Regions from separate parts of the Callithrix jacchus genome. Here region 1 is linked to region 2. The links are chromatin contacts, called in public Hi-C maps. All regions are on one chromosome and are shown on one strand. The core of a region is the stretch at or near the end of the contact, and the rest is flanking DNA. Distances in the headings are between cores, read along the strand shown. Region 1 holds the start of LOC100390350. Region 2 holds the start of VEGFA (vascular endothelial growth factor A).

Region 1 (5,753 bases), core at 1,285-3,784, 220 kb after region 2:
TTCCATTAACTGGATATGCCTCAATTTGTTTACCTATTCTGGGCTATTTAGGTGGTTTACAATTTTTCATTAATATGATGAAAGCAGCCACAGCATTCCTCTATGTTTTCTGGTGCTCCTAAACATGGCAACCCAAATCCTGAGAGCAGATTTTGTGGGCAACACATGGTTAAGAACTCCAGGAAAGAGGAATTAAAAATGACTGAGCTCCTGCTCTGGGCCATGGCTTTTGTGGATCCACTGGACCAACCACAAAGGAAGGAAGACAGAAAGAGCAGCTCCCAAGGGGAACTCCGCTGCATCACTGAGCCTGGAGCCAGCTGTGTGTGTGTGTGTGTGTGTGTGTGTGTGTGTGTGTGTGTGTGTGTGTGAAAGAGAGAGAGAGAGAGATTGGATTTGTTGCCTGGGGCTACCACAACACATAACCACAGACTTGGTGACTCAGTGGTTTAAAACAACGGAAATGTATTCTCTCACAGTGAAGGATGCGAAATTCTGAACTCCAGGTGTTGACAGAGTCTTTCTGCCGGAGGCTCTGATGGAGATTGTTCCATGCTTCTCTCCTTGTTTCTGGTGGCTGCCAGCACCTTGGTATTACTCGGCTTGTAGCTGCATCACTCCAATCTCTGACTCCATCCTCACATGACCTTCTTATCTGTGTCTCCATGTCTCTGTTTCCAAATCTTTTTCTCCTTAAAAAGACACCAGTCATTGGATTTAGGGCCCAGTCTAATCCGGTGCAATCTCATCTTAATTTGATTACATCTACGAATACCTTGTTTCCAACTAAGGTCGCATCCCCAGGTACTGGGGGTTAGGAGTGCATAAGTGTGTGTGTATTCGTGTGTATAAGTGTGAGGGGCAGTTAATGTGTTATGTGCACGTGCTTGTGAGAACATGTCTGCGATGGTGCTTCTGGGTGTGCTTATGTGGCTGTAGGTGTGTGTATATGAGTACGTGTGTGTGTACGTGCTTCTATTTCTATGACTTGGAGACCCTGCTGGATGAGCTGGAATCTGAGAAGGGCGGCAAGGCAGGATGGTGATAGCGGGTTGAAGAGATGCTTGGGGCCAGCCAGGTGAACAGGCAGGCCTTGCCTCATGAATCTGGAAGAGTAGCTGGTGGATACAGACTCTGAGAAACAAGGACAAATATGTTTTTTGAGCTAGGGTACAGGCTGGTAGGCCCAGGCAGTAGCTCCTGACAGCAGTGCCTGTCCCCGGGAATATTCCTAGAAGCCCCTCCACCCAAGCTCCTGACCCTTATATCCCATTTGCCTGGACAGAGAGGCACTGCGTGACTCCTCCATTCCCAGGGATAAAAGTCAGCACTCAGTTACCTATTGTGCCAGCCAGGTAGTAGCATCTGTAGTCCTAGCCACTTCGGAGGCTAAGGCAAGAGGATCACTTGAGCGCAGGAGGTCAAGGCTGCAGTGAGCCATGATTGCACTACTGCACTCTAGCTGTGGTGACAAAGTGAGACCATGTCTCCAGAAATTGATTAATTAAAATGAAATAAACTTCACAACCAAGTTTAAATGGTGTTCTCATTATTCCCATTTTACAGATGCAGTCCCTGAGACCTCAAGGAGTTAAGTGATCTGCCCAAGATTACACCCCTTTGTTTATATGTGTTGAAAATTTTCAGTTATCTCCAGAAATCCATATCTTTCGCCCCCACCTCAGACTCAAACCACAACGGCTGCCACTGAGGCCCACCTGTGCACCCCACACATACCCTTAAGTACAGTCTTCCTCCCATCCTTCCCCAGGAAGATTCCCTGGTCTGTGGGTACCGAGTGTTGCGGGTGGTCTCTCCTCCCCTCCCATGCTTCTGGATTCCTCTGTGGGGTCCTGGTTTTGTTTTTGGTGTGCCAGCAAGCTCACTGCCTTTTTGAGTACTGTATGTCAGTGGGTTTGCACGCACGCACCTGGAGGAGGGGTGTCTGGGCATAAGGGGTGTCTGGGCAAGTGGGCTTACTTGCCAACCAGGGGCACATGTGGGTACAGTTCAGGGGAACATACATTGCATAGGGTGTATCTGTGTGTGTGCCTAGACACAGGTGAATGAAGGGCCTGCCCGCTGCATGTTTGGGGGTCTGTAGAATGACACCCCATTTCTCTCCCCTTCCCAAATAACTGCCAGCATCTTCAGTTCAGACTCCTGGCCTCCAGGTAAGGGCCTGGTGCAAACCGCCTCTGACTGGGGACAGAGACACCAGAGTCTCAAGCCCTGCCCAGGCTGCTAGTGCCCTTGAGCAGGCATCACCCCACCCAGGCAGTGGGAGTGTCCTCACCCAATGGGATAGGGTGACATGGTGGAGGAGGTTTGAAGGGGGGAGAAGGCAGCAAGGCTTTCTGCTCCCTAGATGGTAGGCTCATTACCCTAGCACTCAGTAGGTTGTAGGGAAGGAGCCAGGACTTGGCACTGACTACAAAGGGTAAGGGGCACCCTCCAGCACTCCTCCCGTGCCAGGCCAGGGGAGGGGCTGTGACGTTTGGTGGCCTCATGCAGCTGAGAGGAAGTAGCTAATTGCCAACCTGATGACTGGTGGTTGAGGAGTGGGGTGATGATGCCACTGGCAGAAGCAGGCGCCCTGGCCCAAGGAGGAGGCCCTTCAGCAACGGAGTGGGCCTGCATTCTGCGGAGGGTGAGACTGAGGTGGCTGCAAAGAAGGGGGCAGGGGATTGTTGAGGCTGTGACCGTGGGAAAGAGCTTCTCCAGAGCTTTGCTCAGCTTCAAGGGGAAAGAGTTCAGAGGCCTTGAGGGGATGAAGGGATTTGGGAAGGTGCTTCAGGGGGATGGGGTGGGGGGAAAGAGGTTCCTATTGTTGCTCCCCTTCTGCCTATGCTCCCCCCACCTTCCTGTCTCTCCCCTCCCCCACCTTAGCCCCCTCTTTGGCCCCTCTGGCCAAAGTTGTTGAGGAAGAAGGGAGCAGATGGAGGATTCTTTTCACCAAGACCCCCAGGCACAAGCAGCCCACCTTGCTGATGGTCAGAGCATCCAGAAGAATTAGTGAGACTTCAGCTGTCCTCAAAAGCAAGAAGAGAGAGTGTTTCTGACAGAAAGAACAGCTCAAGCAAAGGCTAGACATTGGGGTCTGGTGAGGCTGATGGAGGTCTGGGGCTTAGCTTCAATACTTAGGAGGTGGGCAGGATGTTCTGAACCAAGGGTCACACTGTCCCTTCCTGGAAGAAATAGTGGGTACCCAGTGCTCAGTGCTTCTCTTACATGCTGGCCACTGCCTCCAGCCCTGGCACACCTGGCCCTCAACTGCCTGAGCAAGGGCCATGACTAGGTCAGGCGCCTCACAGGATGGGGACCCCACCCCCAATATTCCCAAGTGCATCAACCCCAGAGGACTGAAGCCCCGAGTCTCAAGAAGCAAGTCCCATCCATCTGCAGGTCAGTCCACTGGGCCCCTAGCACCCCCTATGGGTAGGAAGCAACACTAATGGAGGAGGAGCCTCCGGCAGCCTGGGGTGGTTGGGGATGTGGGAGTGTGGGGTGAGGGAGGAGACACAGGCTTGCCTTCTAGGAAGCAGACAGACCAAGTCTCAGGAAACCCCAGTGTCACAGGTCACAGACATTGACCTTGAAGTGTTACTTTCATGGGTGAAATTTAGCCCCTGTCCTCAGGAAGCTCCCAGTCTGATGGGAGACACATACAGTGCTCTCAGAGCTCCCTTCTTTAGGGTGAAACACAGCATCTGGCTTCAGGAAACTCCCAGTGTGAGGGGAGAGACAAGACATCTGCCCTTAGGGATCTCTCAGATGGGGGAGATCCCCTGGGTTTTCGGGAACCACCAATCTGTTTCCAGACATGGATTAGACATGTCAGTGCCTCTAGGGCTGCCAGGAAAAAAATACAGGATATCCAATTACATTGAATATTACATAAACAAAGAATAATATTTTAGCATAAGTCTGTCTCATACAATATTTGGGACAGACTTATACTATTTGCCAAATCTGGTAACCCTAGGTGCCTCCAGTTTGAGGGAGGAGAGAGGACACCCCCTCCACCCCAGACACGGGAAAGCAGGTAACACCTCCGCGTGCTCGGGAGGGCAGGGGTGGGGCAGGAGGAGAGTCCTGGGGCTCCGGCTCGCGGCAGTTTAAAATTCCTTCCAGGCCAGAGCCTTAATCCCTCGGTGCACAATGGCCGCCTTCTCCCCCGCCGCCCGCGCCCACGCCCTCCCCTGCGGGGCCGTGGCAGTGCCACCAAGGGCCTCTTTAAACCCCTTTGAAGCCGCGGAGCCCCGCGCCGCAGGAGGCCCCGCCGCTATGCCAGCTATGCCAACTATGTCCCCGCCGCCGCCGCTCCCCCATTAATGCTGGCTAATCTGGCTAATAAATAAACTCCCCTCCCCGCCCCGCGCAGAATCGATGTCAGGGCTCGGCTAGAGCAAGCCCCACTCCACCCCACTCCCTCGAGATGTGGCTGACGTTTTTTCCTACGGCTGCCCTAGGTCTGCAGCCGTCTCTGATTCTTCGGGGCACGTGGGATTTGGGAGGTCTCTGCCTGTCCACTGCGTTTGCCTCCCTCTTTTCCAGTCCACCTGCGCACCAGGGACAGGACACGTGGCTGGGTGCAGACGCCTGACTGGAAGTCGCGGAGGAGCGCGCGGCGGCGGCGAGAGGAGACGCAGGTCACGCCCCCTTCCCGCCGCCGACGGGGCGCGCGCGCCGAGGAGCCCGGGACTGGTGACTCCCAGGGGACGGCGTCTGCGCCTTCCCCCGCGGGAGTCCCTTCTTCGCGGCCTCTGCCGCCCCCCGCGTCCCCTCCTGGGCTTCCGAGAGTCTAACTCAGCCGAGCCGGCAACGCTTCGCCTCCTACCACACACCCCGGGCGCGAGGAGAAATGACAGGATGGCAGGGGCACGGCTAATGCGCTCTAATTACCCACCGCCGCTATCATCCGCGGCTCTGGGCCAAAGCGCCCTAATTAGGCCACTGGAACCCGCCCTTCGCCACCCCTCCCCCCACCTCGCGGCCCCCGGGACCACTGACTGCAGCCCTCTGGGACTGCCCCTCAGTCCCAAGAGAGCTACTAGGCCTGACTGGGGGACAGAACTTGGGGAGACCGAAGCCGGCCCCTCCACTCCCCTAAACTTACAGACCTCGACGGTCTCCGCGGGAAGAGACTGGGGAGGGGCCAGAGACCTATTTCGTTGAAGTTAGCCTTCAGTGGGAGGAGTGGCAAAGGCACGCAGGGCAGCAGTACCCCCACTTGGCACTTAAGGCACGGAGAAGGGAAGGAAAGTCCGTCCAACCAGAACTTCCAGACCCGCTCATTTAACAGTGGCCTTATGAGCAGCACATTGGGCTCCCTCCCCTGACAGGGAAATTACCTTCCTGCCAAGAAAGGTGACATCCCCACCACAGACACTGAGCCCCCGCCCGCTGGCCAGCTGTGGCTTACTGGTCATAGGGGAGCTGGTGAGGAGTGGGGTGGCTCTGGCCTCCCATGTCAGGTAGGGTGAGAGAGGCCCTGAAGATAGAAGCCAGGCCTGTAGGCCAGAATAAAAGGGGCAGCGTGGCCCTCAGCTCCTTCCCCAAAATCAGGCTCAGAGCTCTCCTCTATCAGGAATTCTTTCCTGGGGTCCAGGAGGTTGCAGACTCATGGCCCTAGGCCACGTTTAATCTTCAGTGAGGTTTTGTTTGGCTTGCAATGAGTACCGGGTTTTAGACTGAATGTGAGAGCCTGCAGATGGGTTCTCCAACTGCCCTCCCAGTGAAGCTGGACCTGA
Region 2 (5,661 bases), core at 1,008-3,507:
GGGATGGGGCACCTGGGGCCATGGAGTCACAGGTGATGGCATCCCTCCTTGGAACCCCTCCAGCCTCCTCTTGACTCTGAAGTTAAGATTTGTTTGTTTGTTTTTCACTAAGACCTGCTCTTTCGAGCCATTGCCTATCTAGGGGCTGAAGAAGGTCGAGTTGAGAAGGGATGCAAGGGAGGGGGCCAGAATGAGCCCTTAAGGCTCAGAGCCTCCATCCTGCCCCAAGGTAGGGATGAGGGAGGGGTCCCTGCCAAGGTGCCTACAGCTTGTGGTCTTGGGGTGTTAGAGGCACACAGGAGGAAAGTTAGTGTCTTCCCTTCCATATCCCAGCCTAGAGTATGGATCCCAGGTGAGGAGGCCTGCCTGGGAGGGGGCCCTGAGCCAGGAAATAAACATTTACTAACTGTAAAAAGACCTTGTCCCTGCTGCTGGGGAGCCTGCCAAGTGGTGGAGACAGGACTAGTGCATCAAGTATGGGAAGGGAGAGATGCGGTGGGTGGGAGCCAGCTCCTCTCCCCATAGAGGCCTTAGGACATCACAGGGGTGGAATTGGGGTACTGTGGAGGTAACCTAGCATCTCCACCAAACCATAGCACCATATGTTGAGGACAGGGCTGGCTGCATAAGCTCCTTACAGCGTTTTGGTCAAACTGAGGGAAACTGCTGCCTTCTCATTCTCAGTCCATGCCTCCACAGAGGCTATGCCAGCTGCAGGGCAGACCCTGGCCAGATCCGGGTGGATATTCAGAGTGACTGGTCCCACTCTTCCCACAGGCATTAGAGCCCTAACTTTGTTCGCTGGGGCAGCCTGGAAATAGCTGGGTCAGAACCCAGCCAGGAATTTTTCCAAGCTGGTTCCTATATGCAAGAATGGGATGGGGGCCTTGGGGAGCACTTCGGGAAGATGTGGAGAGTTCGAGAAAAAGGGGCTTGGAGGCAAGGGAGAGGAGTGGGGGAAGGAGAGGGGAGAAGCTATGAGCCTGGAGAAGTAGCCAAGGGATCCGGAGGGAATGGGGGGCTGAGAAGAAACCCCCAATTCTGTTCAGAAGATGAGCCATGAGTCTGGGCTTGGGCTGATAAAAGCCCTGGCCCCTGGCCTGGTGGGAGCTCTGGGCAGCTGGCCTGCAGACGTTCCTCAGTGTTGGCTGGTAGGTTTGAATCATCACACAGGCGCTGGCCTCCATCCGCCCCCACCAGCCCCCTGGCCTCAGTTCCCTGGCAACATCTGGGGTTGGGGGGGCAGCAGGAACAAGGGCCTCTGTCTGCCCAGCTGCCTCCCCCTTTGGGTTTTGCCAGACTCCACAGTGCATACGTGGGCTCCAACAGGTCCTCTTCCCTCCCGGTCACTGACTAACCCCGGAACCACACTGCTTCCCGCTCTCAGTTCCACAAACTTGGTGCCAAATTCTTCTCCCCAGGGAGGCATCCCTGGACACTTCCCAAAGGACCCCAGTCACTTCAGCCTGTTGGCTGCTGCTCACTTTGATGTCTGCAGGCCAGATGAGGGCTCCAGATGGCACATTGTCCAGATAGACACACTGTGCCCCCTGTCCCAGCCCTGGGCTCTGTACATGAAGCAAGTCCAGTCCCAAACATGCAGCTGTTTGAGAGGTCACAAGTGGGGGGGGGCGGTCAGGAGGAAACTCCCCCCACTCCCTTTCCAAAGCCCATTCCCTCTTTAGCCAGAGCTGGGGTGTGCAGACGGCAGTCACTAGGGGGCGCTCGGCCACCACAGGGAAGCTGGGTGAATACCGGGAGCAGCGTCTTCGAGAGTGAGGACGTGTGTGTCAATGTGGGTGAGTGTGTGCGTGTAGGGGTTGAGGGCGTTGGAGCGGGTAGAAGCCCAGGGGTCACTCCAGGATTCCAATAGATCTGTGCTTCCCTCTCCGCACCCGTCCCTGTCCGGCTCTCCGCCTTCCCCTGCCCCCTCCAATATTCCTAGCAAAGAGGGAATAGCTCTCGGGCCCTGTCCGCACGTAACCTCACTTTCCTGCTCCCTCCTCGCCAATGCCCCGCAGGCGCGTGTCTCTGGACAGAGTTTCCGGGGGCGGATGGGTAATTTTCAGGCTGTGAACCTTGGTGGGGGTCGAGCTTTCCCTTCATTGCAGCGGGCTGGGGGCCAGGCTTCGTTGGGCGTCCGCAGCGCCCGGGTCTGTGCCGCGCGTGGAGGGGGCGAGGCTCGCCTGTCCCCGCCCCCGGGGCGGGTCCCGGAGGGGCGGAGCCAATTTTAGGTTTATAAAAGTCGGTTGATAGCGGAGGATCGCGGAGGCTTGGGGCAGCCGGGTAGCTTGGAGGTCGAGGCGCGGGGGGCTGGCACCGGTGCTCTGTAGGGAGCGCAGCGGCTAGGTGGACCGGTCATCAGATCACTGGCCAGGGCGCTCCGTGCTGGAATTTGATATTCGTTGATCCGGGGTTTATCCTCCTTCTTTTTTCTTAAACATTTTTTCAAAACTGTATTGTTTCCCGTTTTAATTTATTTTTGCTTGCCATTTCCCACTTGAATCCTGCCGACGGTGTGGGGAGATTGCTCTACTCCCTCAAATCACTGTGGATTTTGGAAACCAGCAGAGAGAGGAAAGAGAGGTAGCAAGAGCTCCAGAGAGAAGTCGAGGAAGAGAGAGACGGGGTCAGAGAGAGCGCGCGGGCGTGCGAGCAGCGAGAGGGACAGGGGCAAAGTGAGTGACCTGCTTTTGGGGGTGACCGCCGGAGCGCGGCGTGAGCCCTCCCCCTTGGGATCCCGCAGCGGACCAGTCGGGCTGACGGACAGACAGACAGACACCGCCCCCAGCCCCAGCGCCCACCTCCTCCCTGGCCGGCGGTAGACAGTGGACGCTGCGGCGAGCGGCGGGCAGGGGCCGGAGCCCGCGCCCGGAGGCGGGGTGGAGGGGCTCGGGGCTCGCGGCGTCGCACTGAAACTTTTCGTCCAACTTCTGGGGTGTTCTCGTTCCGGAGGAGCCGTGGTCCGCGCGGGGGAAGCCGACCCGAGCGGAGCAGCGAGAAGTGCTAGCTCCAGCCGGGAGGAGCCGCAGCCGGAGGAGGGGGAGGAGGAAGAAGAGAAGGAAGAGGAGAGGGGGCCGCGGTGGCGACTCGGTGCTCGGAAGCCGGGCTCATGGACGGGTGAGGCGGCGGTGTGCGCAGACAGTGCTCCAGCCGCGCGCGCGCCCCAGGCCCTGGCCCGGGCCTCGGCCCGGGGAGGAAGAGAAGCTCACCAAGGCGCCGAGGAGAGCGGGCAGCCCCATTGCCCGAGCCGGAGAGGGAGCGCGAGCCGCGCCGGCCCGGGTCGGGCCTCCGAAACCATGAACTTTCTGCTCTCTTGGGTGCATTGGAGCCTTGCCTTGCTGCTCTACCTCCACCATGCCAAGGTAAGCGGCCGTGCCCGCCTGGCGCCGCGGGCTGCTGCGAGCGCCTCTCCTGGCTGGGGACGTGCGTGCGAGCGCGCGCGTGGGGCCCCGGTGCCCCACGCGGGTCCATGGGCACCAGGCGCGCGGCGTCCCCCTCTGTCGTCGTAGGTGCAGGGGGAGGGGGCGCGCGCTAGGTGGGAGGGCACCCGGAGAGAGGCTCACCGCCCACGCGGGCCCTGCCCACCCACCGGAGTCACCGCACGTACGATCTGGGCCGACCAGCCGAGGGCGGGAGCCGGAGGAGGAGGCCGAGGGGGCTGGGCTTGCGTTGCTGCTGCCGGCTGAAGTTTGCTCCCGGCCGCTGGTCCCCGCCGATCTGGAAGTCCAGGCAGCCAGGGCGGGAGCCAGAGACCAGCGGGCAGGGGGGCGCTCGGACCTTGGACCGCGGGAGGGTAGAGAGCGTGGAGGGGGCAGGGCGCAGGAGGGAGAGGGGGCTTGCTGTCACTGCCACTCGGTCTCTTTGGCCCTTGCCGCGAGTTTGGGAAAAGTTTTGGGGTGGATTGCTGCGGGGACCCCCCCTCCCTGCTGGGCCACCTGCGCCGCGCCAACCCCGCCCGTCCCCGCTCGCGTCCCGCTCGGTGCCCGCCCTCCCCCGCCCGGCCGGGCGCGCGCGGCGCGGAGCCGATTACATCAGCCCGGGCCTGGCCGGCCGCGTGTTTCCCGAGCCTCGGCTGCCCGAATGGGGAGCCCGGAGTGGCGAGCGGCACCCCTCCCCCCGCCAGCCCTCCGTGGGAAGGTGACCTCTTGAGGTAGCCCCAGCCCGGGGATCCGGAGAACCATCCCTACCCCTTTCCACTGTTTCCAGATCCTACCCTGCCCAGTGCTAGGAGGAATTTCTTGACGCCCCTTCTCTTTCCCCATTTCCTCTCTAGCATGGAGAAAAGCCCCTGTCATCCCTTTTATTTTCATTCCTTTCTGAGGAGAAGATCCGTCTAACCCCTTTATGGCCCCAGTGTCCAGGGAAAGGATGATCACTGTCAGAAGTCGTGGCGCGGGAGCCCACCGGGCGCTTTGTCACACTCCACCGAAAGTCCCGACTTGGTGACAGTGTGCTTCCCTTCCCTCCCCAACAGTCCCGAGTGAGCTGTGCTTTAGCTCTCGTGGGAGTGGATGAAGGGAGGGTTTAAAGAGAGTCATTGCTCCACTTTACCCTTTTGGAGAAATGGCTTGAAATTTGCTGTGCCACGAGCAGCATGGGAATAGTCCTTCCTGAACCCTGGAAAGGAGCTCCTGCCAGCCTTGCACACACTTTGTCCTGGTGAAAGGCAGCGCTGGAGCAGGTGGTTTTTTGGAACCCTAAACTTACCCACCCAACTTGCTTCTGAAAGCCACCTAAGGGGTCCCTTTCCGCTCCTCCCTGACACCTTCCCTCAGCCAGAATCCCCTTGGAGAGGACGCGAGAGGAAAGCCATGGACAGGGGTCGCTGCTAGCACCACAAGTTCCTCAGACCCTGGCACAAAGGCCTTGGCTACAGGCCTCCAAGTAGGGAGGAGGGGGAGGAGTGGCTGCCTGGCCACAGTGTGACCTTCAGAGGCCCCCAGAGAAGGACACCTGGCCCCTGCCTGCCTAGAACCGCCCCTCCTGTGCCCCCTGGCCTTAGAAGGGGTATGCAATTTCCGTCCCCTTTCCTCACTGGGGCCCAGGAGGAGTGAAGGGTCTAGGAAGAATATTGTCAGGGGGAAGCCAGGGGGTGTCATGGGAATGGGCGAGGGGCTGAGCTGCACAATCCAGGGGTCCCTGAGGAAGCCTCAGTGGGAGGGGTCCAGCTAGAAGCCTGGGAGATGTTGTTTTCTCTTGAGAGGGGCTTCCTGTAAGGACCCCTTCCCGTGTGACCTTGGCTTTCTCTGGGATCAGGGCTGGGGGACCTGAGTGTGGTACATTTGGGTTGTGTGAGGGACAGTGGAACTCCCACCAGCAGGGTTTGGTGTTTCATAGGCTAGTGCCCCTCTGGTTGTGAGTGCTGGGCAGGAGGGGAGTTGGTGAGAGCCAGAGACCCTGAGGAAGGGCTGGCAGAAGGCTTTCCTTTCGGGTGCAGCCAGGTCCGCGTGTCTGGGTGTGTTGACCTTCACAGCTTCTGGGGAGGGGAGGAATTATGTGGGGGTGGGGAGGGTTAGGGGAGGCCTCAGGCCTAAGGTGGTGCAGGGGGCCCCCTAGGGGCTGGGCAGTGCCAAGGCATAAAAGCCTTCCCTAGTGTCATTTTGAAGAAGGTGCCCAGGTGAGAGGGGCTTGGGACCTCCTCACCTTGGGAGTGAGAAG

The links. Hi-C and Micro-C count contacts between places; a contact is called where the count stands out from the background.
Region 1: a contact with region 2 is called in a Hi-C map of skeletal muscle, with 2.8 times the contacts expected there. The contact joins the promoter of LOC100390350 here to the promoter of VEGFA in region 2. A contact is called at or near these places in 2 of 3 Hi-C or Micro-C datasets (both in skeletal muscle).

Annotation. Positions count from the first base shown.
Region 1 is chr4:52,457,138-52,462,890 of calJac240_pri, forward strand. It overlaps LOC100390350, which reads left to right and starts at 2,535. Exons shown (of 7, transcript XM_078370688.1): 1 at 2,535-2,650; 2 at 2,961-3,035; 3 at 3,037-3,085; 4 at 3,971-4,045; 5 at 4,558-4,623; 6 at 4,626-4,673; 7 at 4,676-5,753. The coding sequence starts at 2,570. The coding sequence ends at 5,178. It overlaps LOC144582335 (a long non-coding RNA gene), which reads right to left and starts at 4,335. Exons shown (of 3, transcript XR_013534812.1): 1 at 2,984-4,335; 2 at 1,340-2,665; 3 at 1-692.
Region 2 is chr4:52,241,668-52,247,328 of calJac240_pri, forward strand. It overlaps VEGFA (vascular endothelial growth factor A), which reads left to right and starts at 2,258. Exons shown (of 6, transcript XM_008994505.4): 1 at 2,258-3,365. The coding sequence starts at 3,300.